3 separate regions of the Mus musculus genome follow, and regions 1 and 3 are each linked to region 2. Evidence: chromatin contacts called from public promoter capture Hi-C data. All regions are on one chromosome and are shown on one strand. The core of a region is the stretch at or near the end of the contact, and the rest is flanking DNA. Distances in the headings are between cores, read along the strand shown. Region 1 holds the start of Clptm1l (CLPTM1-like). Region 2 holds the start of Arsk (arylsulfatase K). Region 3 holds the start of Cep72 (centrosomal protein 72).

Region 1 (3,838 bases), core at 879-3,378, 2.5 Mb before region 2:
CAGAGACATAGGACTGTCAAATGTCACTGCAATGCTGACAAAATCATAGGAATAAATGACTCTGAAGAAGAGATCCATTTGATAAAGGTGTAGAAGTATAAGAAGTCTCAGATGGATTCAATGATCCTACTCCAGCCCCAAAGGAGTTTGTAACCAAGTACCACCCCTGTCTTTGTAACCACAAACCCTGTCCCCACCTGTTCAGACGAAGCCAGTGTCCCCGTGATTCCTCCCAAGCTCTGTGCTAGGAGGTTTAGTGTCAGTCTGACACAAGTTGAAAGTCTTTTGGGAAGAGGGAACCTCAACTGAGAAAATGTCCCCACCAGATTGGTCTGTGGTACATCTTCTTGATTGATGACTAATGTGGCAGTGCCACCCGTGGGCTGTTGATCCTGGGTGCTATAGAAAAACAAGCTGAGCAAGCCATGGGAGTAAACTAGTAAGCAGCATTCCTCCATGGCTTCTGCTTCAGAACCTTCCTTGATATCCTTTAGTGATGTGGATACATAAGCATAATAAACCCTTTCCTCTCCAAATTTCTTTCAGTTATGGTGTTCATCGAAGCAATAGAAACCCTAAGATACCCTCATGCTGAAATAGGTGCTCCATTTCTGAAACCTTCTATTTAAAAGCACCATTTTTAGAAAATGCCCAATCACACTTCTGATTACACGTGTGAGAAACATGAGAATGCCGTTTTGAGAACAATGAGCTCCAAAACTTAAGTTTCTGAGGCCACCATAGAGTAAGGAGCTGGTCACTAATGAAAAGCACCAACAGCCAACAAGCTTCTGAAAACAGGAAATATCATTTTTTGCTTGATCTCTGCAGGCCATCGTCCTGGGCTGTCACAGCACTGGCCACTTCACTCTAGAAACTGTGTATACCCTAAACCAAGAAATATTTAAGAAGATTAAAATGAAGGCCAGAAGAACCTGATACTCTGTTATTCTTGCAGAGAGGAGCCTAGCATAACTGTCCTCTTAAGAGGCTCTACCCAGCAGCTGACTGAAACAGATACAGAGACCCACAGCTAAACATTAGACAGAGCTTGGGGAGTCTTATAGAAAAGTTGGAGCAAGAATTGAGATCTGGGGGGGACAGGAGTCCACAAGACCAACAGAGTCAACTAACCTGGGCCCTTGGGGGTCTCCCAAAGACTAAACCACCAACCAAAGAGCATACATGGACTGGACCTACACCCCACCCCAACACATATATAGCAGATGTGCAGCTTGGTCTTCATTCAAGTTCCCCAACAAATGGACCCGGGTCTGTCCCAGTGTTGCCTACCTGTGGATCCCGTTCCCCTAACTAGGCTGCCTTGTCTGGCCTCAGTGGGAGAGAATGTGGCCAGTCCTGCAGTGACTTGATGTGCCAGGGGTGGGTTGGTACCCAGTGGAGCCTCCCCTTCTCAGAGAAGGGGAGAGGGAGTAGGGAAGAGAGTAGGGGCTGGCATCAGGACGTAAAGTGAACAATTAATGGACTCCGATGGTTTATCTGAGTGGCCTACCCCCTTCTGAGATGAGAAGGGGAGAGGGGACAGGGGAGAGGATAAGAGGAGAGTAGGGGCTGACATCGGGATGTAAAGTGAATAAATAAATTTAAGAACCCAGATGGTTTTATCTGAATGAGTAATGGGAAGTCCGGGAAAAAGATCTTCTTGAGATATAACCTACCTTTGCATGTTAGCCAGGATTAAGATTTATATTACCGCAAAGGAACTTATTCTTCTGACAAAAGGGGCAAGTGACCTGTAAAAACTCTTTTTGACCTTTTCTGGCCATCTTGAACTGCATGTTATCAACACAGTAACCTCACACCCGAGAAATCGGTATTTGAGTTTCCTGAGTCTCCTCCGTGTTTTCTTAACTTTTGGACGCTCCCCTAGACTTTGAAGAGCCAGGATCAGGGTCGTCCCCGCCATCATCCTGGGGCGCCGCCGTAAGGCTGCACAGGGCCTTAAGAAGAGCAACGCAAAGAAAAAATTTCCAAGAACCGGGTGCCGCCAAGGTTGGTGGCGGACCTGGGCTCCCACAGGCATGCCGGGAGTACGGCGCAAGAGGCTGACGTCACGCGCGCGCGCCGGTCGTGCGGTCGTCGTGAGGTTGCGAGTGCGTGGCGGAGCGTCTGGCTCCCAGAGGGCCGTGCGCGTCCACTTCCGCCAGCTGCTCGGTTCCCGGAAGCGGTGGCCGGCAAATCCGGCCAATCCCCCAGCGCCGGGTGTGGGTTATCGGGAGCATGCGGGGCGGCCGGCGGCCCGCGCGAGGCGCGTTGGTTTCCCCGCGGCGGTGGCGGTGGCGCGCAGCGGCTCTCCCGTGAGCGGCGGGCGGCGGCGGCGCTCGGCCCGCAGGTTGCGGCGCCATGTGGAGCGGCCGCAGCTCTTTTACCAGCTTGGTGGTGGGCGTGTTCCTGGTGTACGTGGTGCATACCTGCTGGGTCATGTACGGTATCGTCTATACCCGTCCGTGCTCGGGTGACTCCAACTGCATCCAGCCCTATCTGGCCCTGCGGCCCAAACTGCAGGTGAGCGTCCGGGAGCCCTAAGAAGGCGCCTCCCGGCCGGGTGCTACCACCCACCCCCTACTGGCACTGGTCAGAGGGTTTCGGGCTACCAGTTTTGCCCCTTATCACTGATGTCACTGTCCAATGTTCTGGTTAGGTGGCAGTGAGAGCTGGAGTTGAGACTTCTCTGTTCTCTGCTGCTCTCTTGTTACCCCTTGGTGCTCTGCCCTACCCCGATTATAACTGAGATCCAGTTGCCCTACACGTGTTTCCTAACGGGACCCCAGTGGAAGTTAACAGGAGATCTCCAGCCATATGGGAGTCAGGCTGCTAGCTCTGCCCTCTTATCACCTGTGTCACTTCCTGCTTCTAGTGGGAATTCCGGACAGGTCAGCTCTACAGTTAGGTTCCTTGTTCACAGCAGTGTCACACAGGCCATCTTGCCCAAGCTCACCCTCTGAGAGGTAGCCCTCAGATTGCTACCCTCTCACAATAGTTACATGTTTTCTATCAGGACCTTTTGGCTATTCATTCTTGCTCACTCTTTCCAGCTGAGTGTTTACACCACCACACGGTCCAGCCTTGGTGCAGAGAACAATGTGGACCTGATCTTGAACGTGGAAGACTTTGATGTGGATTCCAAATTTGAAAGGTGTGGATGTGGGACAGATTGCCAGAGATGGGTTCCAGGATGTCATGGATAGCATTGTATGTAGAGTGAGGACATCCTATAGAAGCACTCCTGTCTAGGGTCTGTGTAAACAGTCAAGCTGAAAGTAACAGGTGTTTGTCACTTAGCAAGTAGCTTTTACTGCAATCTAAGGGCAGCGTGGTTTACTACAGCCCATGTAGTCTCCCAAGGAATGATACATTGGCCTACCTAGTAAGAGTAGTTAGTTCACTTGTTACTTACAAGTAAGTGACCTTTGGCATTAGAATATAAATCTCAATGCTCAGCTATATACAGTAACTTTTGGGAATTAACATGGCTTAGCATTTGACATATGATTTTAACGTGCAAAAGTTCAAATAAAATTTGTAAAATTGCTCATCCAATCAAGATCCTGTACTGCCCAACAGGTATCAAGCTCACTAGCCAACCAGTCTTTAGCTCCCACCCAGTGCATCACTGTCCATGCCTATTAGCCTGTGGCCCTAGGGTAGTTATTAACTACCCATGCCCATCCTCTTGAAATGGAGGTTGGACGTCCTGGTGCCATTCACTAGTTTTATAGGGGCAAATCCCGCCTCCTATTCATCACCCTGTGCCAGGATAGATAGTGAAACATTCATTTTAGAGCCTGGAAGAAGTTGAAGAAGCATGAGTGGTCCT
Region 2 (3,813 bases), core at 230-2,729:
GGTGTGTGTGTGTGTGTGTGTGTGTGTGTGTACTAAAGAACTGACATATTAACTGTAAAAAACAACAGGCCAAGCACAACAGTTTCATACTCTGATCATATTTACCTCCACATTCCCTCCTCCCCACCCTTGGCTCTTCCCATATCATCTCACATGACTTCCTCCTATTTTTATGCCTTTTGATTCTGGCTATCCTTATGGGGATCAATTGGTTTGAGCTACATTTCCCTAATGATTAATGAATCTAAGCTTCTTATGATGGGCTTATTGGCTATCTGTGTATATTCTGTGTAGGAATGTCTTTTCAAATCCTTGGCTCATTTTAAATTGCCTAAACCAAGATTATGACAATTTACACTTCCATTGTCTTGAAGGAGTTTTATAGCCTTAGCTTTTACATTTAAATCATTGACTAACTTTTGTTTTTACACATGGTGGAAGGCAGGACCCAATTTTGTTCCTTTCCATGTATATATTTACTTTTCCAGCACTACTTGTTTATAAGACTATTTCTGGACTCTTAATTCTACTCTACTGGTCTGAATATTTATTGTTCTGCATGTAAAGTACTATTGTGGCTATTGTAGCTTTACCATTAGTTTTGAAATTAAAAGCTTTTTTTTTTTTTTTTTAAATCAGTCTTCTTTTTCATGTTTTTTTCCCCTTCCCAATTCGAGGTCCTTTCACTTTCCATATGAATTTAAATCAAATTTAAGGTGATGCATACACAAATAACTTCTTTAAATCAGTGCTAACACAAGTATAGAATGTCTAGATTAGTGGTTCTCAGCCTTTCTATGCTGCAACAGTTTAATACAGTTCCTCATATTATGGTGACTCTCCCAACCATACGATTATTTTTGTTGTCACTTCATAACTGTAATTTTGTTAGGTATGAGTTGTAATGTAAATATCTGATATTTCCGATGGTCTTAGGTGACTTCTGCAAAAGGTGACTCGACCTCTCCCAAGGGATCGAGAGCCACAGGTTGAGAATTGCTGGTCTAGTGAATAAAGTTCAAGGAGCAAAGCCCAGGAGTTAGAGACTGGCTTCTTTCTACTACTTTATTAGTATGCACATGCGTGCTTGCAGGTGTGCGCATGCGGGACCTCTCAACCCCAGGGTCCTGTTCCCTGTGATGTTTCTCCACAGGCTCTGGGCGGTGTCTGCTCCCCGTCCTTTGGGTACTTACGAAGGAGTCACTGGCGACCAGCACCACGTTGGGCGCCTGGTTCACTTGCATCCTTTTCTTCTGTGTTCTGGGGGCCGGTGCTGCGAGTGCTAACGCTGCGACCACCGACACCAACAGCAACAGCATCGCGGGCATGGCCGTTCAGAAGCGGCTGCTGAGCGGGTCTCCTGTAGCCTGCTCTCCAGTCATGAGCAGGGGCCGGACTCTAGGGACAAGACTAGAAGTTTGGCTTACAAATACAGAAGTAAATATGAGCGGCACCTAGAAACTACACCTCCCATCAGGCCAAGGGCAGGCGCATGCGCAAAAACCAATCGCGCTCAGCCCATGTGAAGACCGTTTTAATCAAATTTCGAGCTAATGATAGCTCTGCCAGTTCCTCTCACTCAAGCGATGTCTGGGGAAGCGCGCATGCGTTGTTCAGACTTGTACTTTGTGGCAGTCCCACATGCCCAGGTGGGTTCTGATCGCTTCGGTTTTGGCAGAAGTTGAAATCTAAAGGCAGTAGAAGTGGTATTTAGGGGGAGAAAATACTGAGCATGAGCGTGATGTTACGGGCTGTCTTCCTTTTGTGCGGGGCTGAATGTTCGCTGACAAAGTGAACTTGGCGGTGATGAGGTGGCAGTGATTCTGTCACTTGAATTGGATTGGGTTGTGCCTATATGGGACTTTAGGCTAGGTCACCTCGTGTGTGGTCTGGGTAGTGGTGTGGATTTCTGCTGCGTTCCGGAACCCTAGTCAGGAAGCCCCCCTCATCGTATTTCCTCCGTTTGCCGACCTGTAAGGATTATGCTCATGTGGGTTGAAGAGCGGGCCTAATAAGTTTCAGGTTCCAGATACGGAACAGCTTGGCTGTTCTTTGTCTTTGGAGTAGCAATAGGGACCGGTTCTAAAAGGTACAGATGTGGACTGTGTGAAGTGTGCGGTTAATTGATGTATGCTCGGAGTAACATTGTTGGGTATAGAATAATCAGCTGTTCCTTTTTTTGATTGCTAGATTCCTTTGGAGAATTCTGGAAGAAGCACGTTTCTATTTTCAAGTCAAATTATTCACTGATAAGTTTCAGGTATATATAATTGTACATTACACCACTTGTGTTGATTTTCTGGCAGGAAAAGGAGGAGTAATGCTATTTATTTAAAATCTCAACTCTCATATCTGGCAGCCTTGTGTACAGATTAATTGTAATAAAACACCTTACACATCTAATACAGAGCGGTATGTGTTTAGTGTCTGTTAAGCTTTACTGTATATTTACTGTGTAGCATGCTTTACGTGGAATGTACTCCTTAATCTTCACTTAGACTACTTTACAGATGCGAAAACAGAGAGGTTAAATAACTTTTCAATAGCTTATCTAAGTAGATTACCTCCTAAACAGGGCACACTCCCCAGAATTGTGTTGAGTAAATTTGGAATGTAGGACATACTTTACAGAAACAATATCAACTGGTGCTTAGTTTTATAAAAATTACATTTGGTATTCTTTTTTTTTTTTTTTTTTTGCATAGTAATGATTCGTTGAACACAGATGATCCTTGAAGGCTCTGTTTCTGCAGGCCCTTGTTCTGAGGACAGAGCACATCCTTTTCTTCTTTCTGTAATTGCGGTGTCAGTGAGAGCAGGCGCTGTAGCAGGTTGGTGGAATAGGTATTTTAGGGACGCAGTTTCAAAGGGCTGCTAGAACCTAAGAGGTTTCTAGTACTTTTCATCAGACACGAAGTGGGGCATATAAAGGTCCTCCCTGCTAGCTTGTCCAGCCCATACTTCACCTTCCCTGGTGGGAAAACTTCCACTGAGCAGCTCGTTCTATACTCGTGGAGGTTTAAGTATTAAAAGTTCTGATTTAGAGCTGAAGACAGTCTTCTGCTTTTAGCTACTCATTAATTCATTGTGCTTTGATATTACACTGATAAAAGCCTGCCTTCCTGTTTCTTCTCCAATAGTAGTCTTCTCAGTCCTGCTAACTAGTCTTCAGCTAGTTATTGCTTTACTGCAGGTTGCTTCACTTCTTTTTGTTTTCTCCTGGAATCTTAACCTTTTAAATTTAATTAACTAATTATTTTCCTGTACATAGCCACTGCAGCTTCCTTTTCCTCCTCTCAGTCTCCTCCTCTTTCCTCCTCTCCCCTCTTCCCATCCCTCCCTTTATCATCAGAAAAGAGGAAGCCTCCTATGGCTATCAACAGGCCCTGGTATATAAAATTGCCACAGGACTAGGTCCATCTTCTTCCATTGAGGCTAGATGAAGCAGCTCAGTTAGGGGAAAGGGATCCACAGACAGGCCACAGAGTCAGAGACAGCCTTTACGGTTAGGAGTCCCACATGAAGACCAAGCTGTACAACTGCTTCATATGTGCCAAAGACCTGGGTCTGTCCCATGCCTGCTCTCTGGTTGGAGGTTCAGTGGGCCCCTTATAGGCCCAGGTTAATTGATTCTGTAGGTTTTCTTGTGGTGTCCTTGACCCCTCTGGCTCCTACAATTCTTTCTCCCCCTCTTCCACAGTATCACACAAGCTCTGCCTAATATTTGGCTTTGAGTCTCTGTATCTGTTTCCATCAGTTGCCCCTCTGATGACAGTTATGCTAGGCTCCTGTTTCCAAGTATAGCAGAATATC
Region 3 (4,051 bases), core at 841-3,340, 2.0 Mb before region 2:
TTCCTGGTCAGCCAGAGCTACATAGAAAGACCCTGACTTGCAAGCAAGCAAGCAAGCAAGCAAGCAAGCAAGAGCAAATAATGGAGGCGAGCAGGCTGAGCACTAGTATTCATTGCTATTTGCTTCCTAACTGCAAACGCAATGTGAACAGCTACCCTACACCCTAGCCACTATGCCTTCCTCACCTTGACTTTTATCTCCTCCAGCTGTGAGTCAAAATAAACCTTCTCACTCTTAAGTTGCTTCTTTTTCTTTTTTTTTTTAAAAAAGATTTATTTTATTTATTATATGTAAGTACACTGTAGCTGTCTTCAGACACTCCAGAAGAGGACATCAGATTTCGTTACGGATGGTTGTGAGTCACCATGTGGTTGCTGGGATTTGAACTCGGGACCTTCGGAAGAGCAGTCGGCACTCTTAACCACTGAGCCATCTTGCCAGCCCCTTAAGTTGCTTCTTGTCGGTTTTTTTTCCCCCACATAGGAAATGAGAAAACCAACTAATATACCCTCTTACTAAATAACAAAGTCTTTATACAGAGAATCCTCCTGGTTGACCTGAATACTATCAGCCAATAAAATCAACCTGACACAGTTTTTACATGTACTTGGAACACTCTCCAAGAGAAACCAGATTCTTGGGCATTAAACAATCTCTGCAGACTTAAGCGAACCAAAATCATACACAGTATGTTCTCTGACAATAATAGAATTACACACAAAAAAACAAGAAAACCTCCCGACACATAATTCGTTAAAAAGACATCCCTAAAGAATAAAAATGTGAGCAATCACTAAATAATTTGGAGGTCTAAGAAGATACCTAAAGGGATATTTGAAAAGCATATTAAAATCAATGAAAATTAGAACCAGTCATGGTGGCAACTGCCTGCAATCCTAGCCACTTGAGTGTCGGACTAAAATTCCAAGGCCAGGTTCCGTTAAAAATGGAGATCAAGGTCATCTTGGCTTAATAACACACTTGAAAAATTAAAAAAACGTTTGGGGTGAAGTCCCATGACAGGGCATTTGCTTAGCATATGCAAAGCCCTATGTTCTATCTCCAGTACCTTAACACACAGTAGAAATATAAACACTAACAAATGTGTTAGTGTGTGCAGCTATGTGATACGTAAAGAGAAATGTACAGATTAAGAGATTTAAATTATAAAACAAGCTTTAATCCACACGTTTCACTTCTAGAATCTAAAGAGGAAAATAAATGCAAAGCAAGCACAGAGAAAAAGGTAAAATTTAAAAACAGTGAAGACAAATCAACCAACCCAAAAGTGGTGTCTTTGGCATGACCAAAAACCGTATATCTCCAACATGACTGAAAGATAGAGCCAGATTAAGTACCATTTATGAAAATGGGGAATATCCCTACAGGCCCCACAAGCATTAATAAAATAGTAAGAGAATGCTGTAGTCAGTTCTATGTAGATATGGTTGACAATCAAGAAAAAACGATTTAGATAACGAAAATGCACTCTAGGTGAAACCACTATAAGTTTAAAAATCGTAATCGAATTTAAAAAATGGTAATCGAAAATCTTCAACAATGGAAAATTCTAGGCCTGCGTGGTTTCCCTGTCAAAGTCCAGGGGAAAAAAGTTAAAAAGGAAAAAAAAAAAATCACAACACAAATTCCGCACGATCTCTTGCTCAAAACGTAATGGGGCCTTGATGTCCAAACCATATAAAAAGAGACCTGCATCTTCATAAGCGAAATGCCATGTAGGAACCCAGGAAGACAGATGAAAGCTGCTGCAAAAAAGAAGCGGGGGGCTCAGCCTGACCGCGGTCCCACAGAAAACCCAGGCCGCGTCCACCGGCTCTCCAGGACCTTAGCCACGCCCTTCCCCACAAACCCGCCCAGCCGGCCCCGCCTCCTTGCCCCACGGGCCGAGACCGTTTGTGGTCAAGTGCCATTCGCACGGAGGCAGAGCTATCAGGCCCGGCAGGCCAACCCAGTCTGTCCCCCACGCACCCAGGTCGCGGTGGGGACCCAGGCCGCTGCGCTCTCGTACAGTCTCTTCACACAAAACCAACCGCTGGCCTGGCGCCATGTTTTCAAACCGGACGCTGGCGCGCGGCGCCTGCGCTGTGACGTGATCTGGAACGGGCGGGCGGGACCAAGCCTGCAAGGGGCGGGCCCAGGAGGGTGGGCGGAGCTTCGGCTGTGTTTAAAACTTTCTTTGGGACAGGTTCACCCAAGCCATCCTAATCCGCTGAGCTCTGAGTGCAACCTCACCCTGCTCTGGCTCCTCCCCAGGACAACCCCATTGCGTTCAGTGCGGTTTGTGGAAACAGCTGTTAGTGCCCGGGGCATTCGCACCTACTCCCACTTCCATTCATTTCCTACTCCCTCCAGGAGCCTTCTCTCCTAAGGTTTCTTCCTGTCCCAGCCCCTGAGATGCTCCCCCCCCCCCCCCCCGCCAACCCCCACGCACTTCCAAAAGTTCTCATCATGTGGCTGGAGAGACAGGCTGTGTGCAAAAAAAAAAAAAAAAAAAAAAAAAAATTTCTCCTAACTAAGACACATTGAAAGTCCTTTCATCAAACCTGGGGTCTACTAATAACTTCCAGGCATTGGAGAGATAACTAAGCTTTTCAGAAGCAAATTAAGGCTTGTATGCTTGCCATCTAAGACATGTGGCGCCTCAGGACACAACACAGATTTCAATCACCCTCTCTTATTCTATTTTCTCTGACCAAGATCAGAGTCCAAGTGGGACCTTGGGGAGACGGATGGTCTGTCAGGGACAGACCCAAGACCAGCTTTTCTACTGCAATGAAAGTGCCAGTAGAAACTTGGGAAGTAACGTTTCTGTTTACTAACGTTTTACATCTTCACTGAAGAAAGAGGGACAAGGATTAGCTTTGCACCCTGCAAAGATTCCTACAAGCCTATGATTTCTTACAAGCCTCAGTAAAAGGTTATGCTAATGATTAATTACTACCAAGTACTCTTTCCGGTGGTTTATTAAATACCATCTGCCGTGGTAACATTAGACTGTGGCCAAACCTACATGCATTTAAGCTGTTTTATGTCCTTAAGTTCCATTTGAGGTGTTTAGGAGTGAGCCAGCAGCACTTGAACTTGATTTGGTGCTGGTGAAGACACAGAGCAAGGAACAGTGTTGTGACTCGGAGATAGAGATGATGAGCCAGGCTGGGTCACATCAGGAACAATCCCTTCTGCCTCATAGTTCATAAAGCTTTCCCAACTAGACCTGGAGGTTAGCAGGAACCTTCCTTAGCTGGAGTCCCACAGCCTGGTCTTCCCTACTACCTGGAGAGTTGGCAGGCAGTCCTACCCAGAACATTCTGTTGATCTCACATACACACCCCCCCCCCATGCTGCTCCCAACCTTGGCATTCATCAGCTGTCTGAGATGGGGTAAGAAGAGCCACTGTTGCCATGTATAAGGCTTGTGCTTCTTTTTGTATGCTCTCTCTGTAGGACATGCCAAAACATGTGCTGCTTAAGACCCACAACCTAGGCCAGCTGGACATTGGTGGGAGCAGAGGAGGCCTCTCTGGCTCTTTCTACCTGATACCCCTTGTGGTTTTCTAGGATCTTCCATGGAGGCTTTCACTCTCCAGCCTGAATCTCTAAACATGTGGGCACAAAATATATAGTCATCTTCAAAAAGACCAGGAGGGAGGCAGGGCAGCCTGAGGCTGACCCACCCATATGTGCCTGAAGAAAATATAGGTTCAAGCTGGCCCCTGAGGGTTTCTGCCTTTCTCCATGACTGTCTTTGGCCATAGGGAGTAAAAGGAGGAGGTGCCATCAAGACTGAGAGTTTTAGATAGGAGGAGGGCCCTGCATCCTCAGTGGGCCTCTTAGAGCTATGGGTGACATGACATTGTTAGCGCTCCTCATTCTCTTGTAGGGGCAATACTCTAGTATGTTTCCTTAGCTAGTTAGATCTCTCCTTCCTGTTACAAAAGCTGGGCTTATGTGCATACCACAGTACTTCCTCCTAAAGTCAATCAGGAGCCACACCAGCCTGTTGGCAATGTTGAAAAGAATGCTTCCATGC

The links. Promoter capture Hi-C pulls out the DNA fragments that hold promoters and counts their contacts.
Region 1: a promoter capture Hi-C map of liver shows a contact between it and region 2, with 4 times the contacts expected there. The contact joins the promoter of Clptm1l here to the promoter of Arsk in region 2. A contact is called at or near these places in 3 of 39 promoter capture datasets (liver and pre-B cells) and 1 of 9 other capture datasets (liver).
Region 3: a promoter capture Hi-C map of pre-B cells shows a contact between it and region 2, with 2.3 times the contacts expected there. The contact joins the promoter of Cep72 here to the promoter of Arsk in region 2. A contact is called at or near these places in 3 of 39 promoter capture datasets (liver, pre-B cells and second pharyngeal arch cranial neural crest), 2 of 484 Hi-C or Micro-C datasets (CD4 T cells and pre-B cells) and 1 of 9 other capture datasets (liver).

What each region holds. Positions count from the first base shown.
Region 1 is chr13:73,601,874-73,605,711 of GRCm38.p6, forward strand. It overlaps Clptm1l (CLPTM1-like), which reads left to right and starts at 2,129. Exons shown (of 17, transcript NM_146047.2): 1 at 2,129-2,526; 2 at 3,057-3,157. The coding sequence starts at 2,365.
Region 2 is chr13:76,097,181-76,100,993 of GRCm38.p6, forward strand. Arsk (arylsulfatase K) reads right to left here and starts at 1,480. Exons shown (of 8, transcript NM_029847.4): 1 at 1,194-1,480. The coding sequence starts at 1,328. Ttc37 (tetratricopeptide repeat domain 37) reads left to right here and starts at 1,554. Exons shown (of 44, transcript NM_001081352.2): 1 at 1,554-1,649; 2 at 2,191-2,260.
Region 3 is chr13:74,060,195-74,064,245 of GRCm38.p6, forward strand. It overlaps Cep72 (centrosomal protein 72), which reads right to left and starts at 2,091. Exons shown (of 12, transcript NM_028959.3): 1 at 1,990-2,091. The coding sequence starts at 2,068.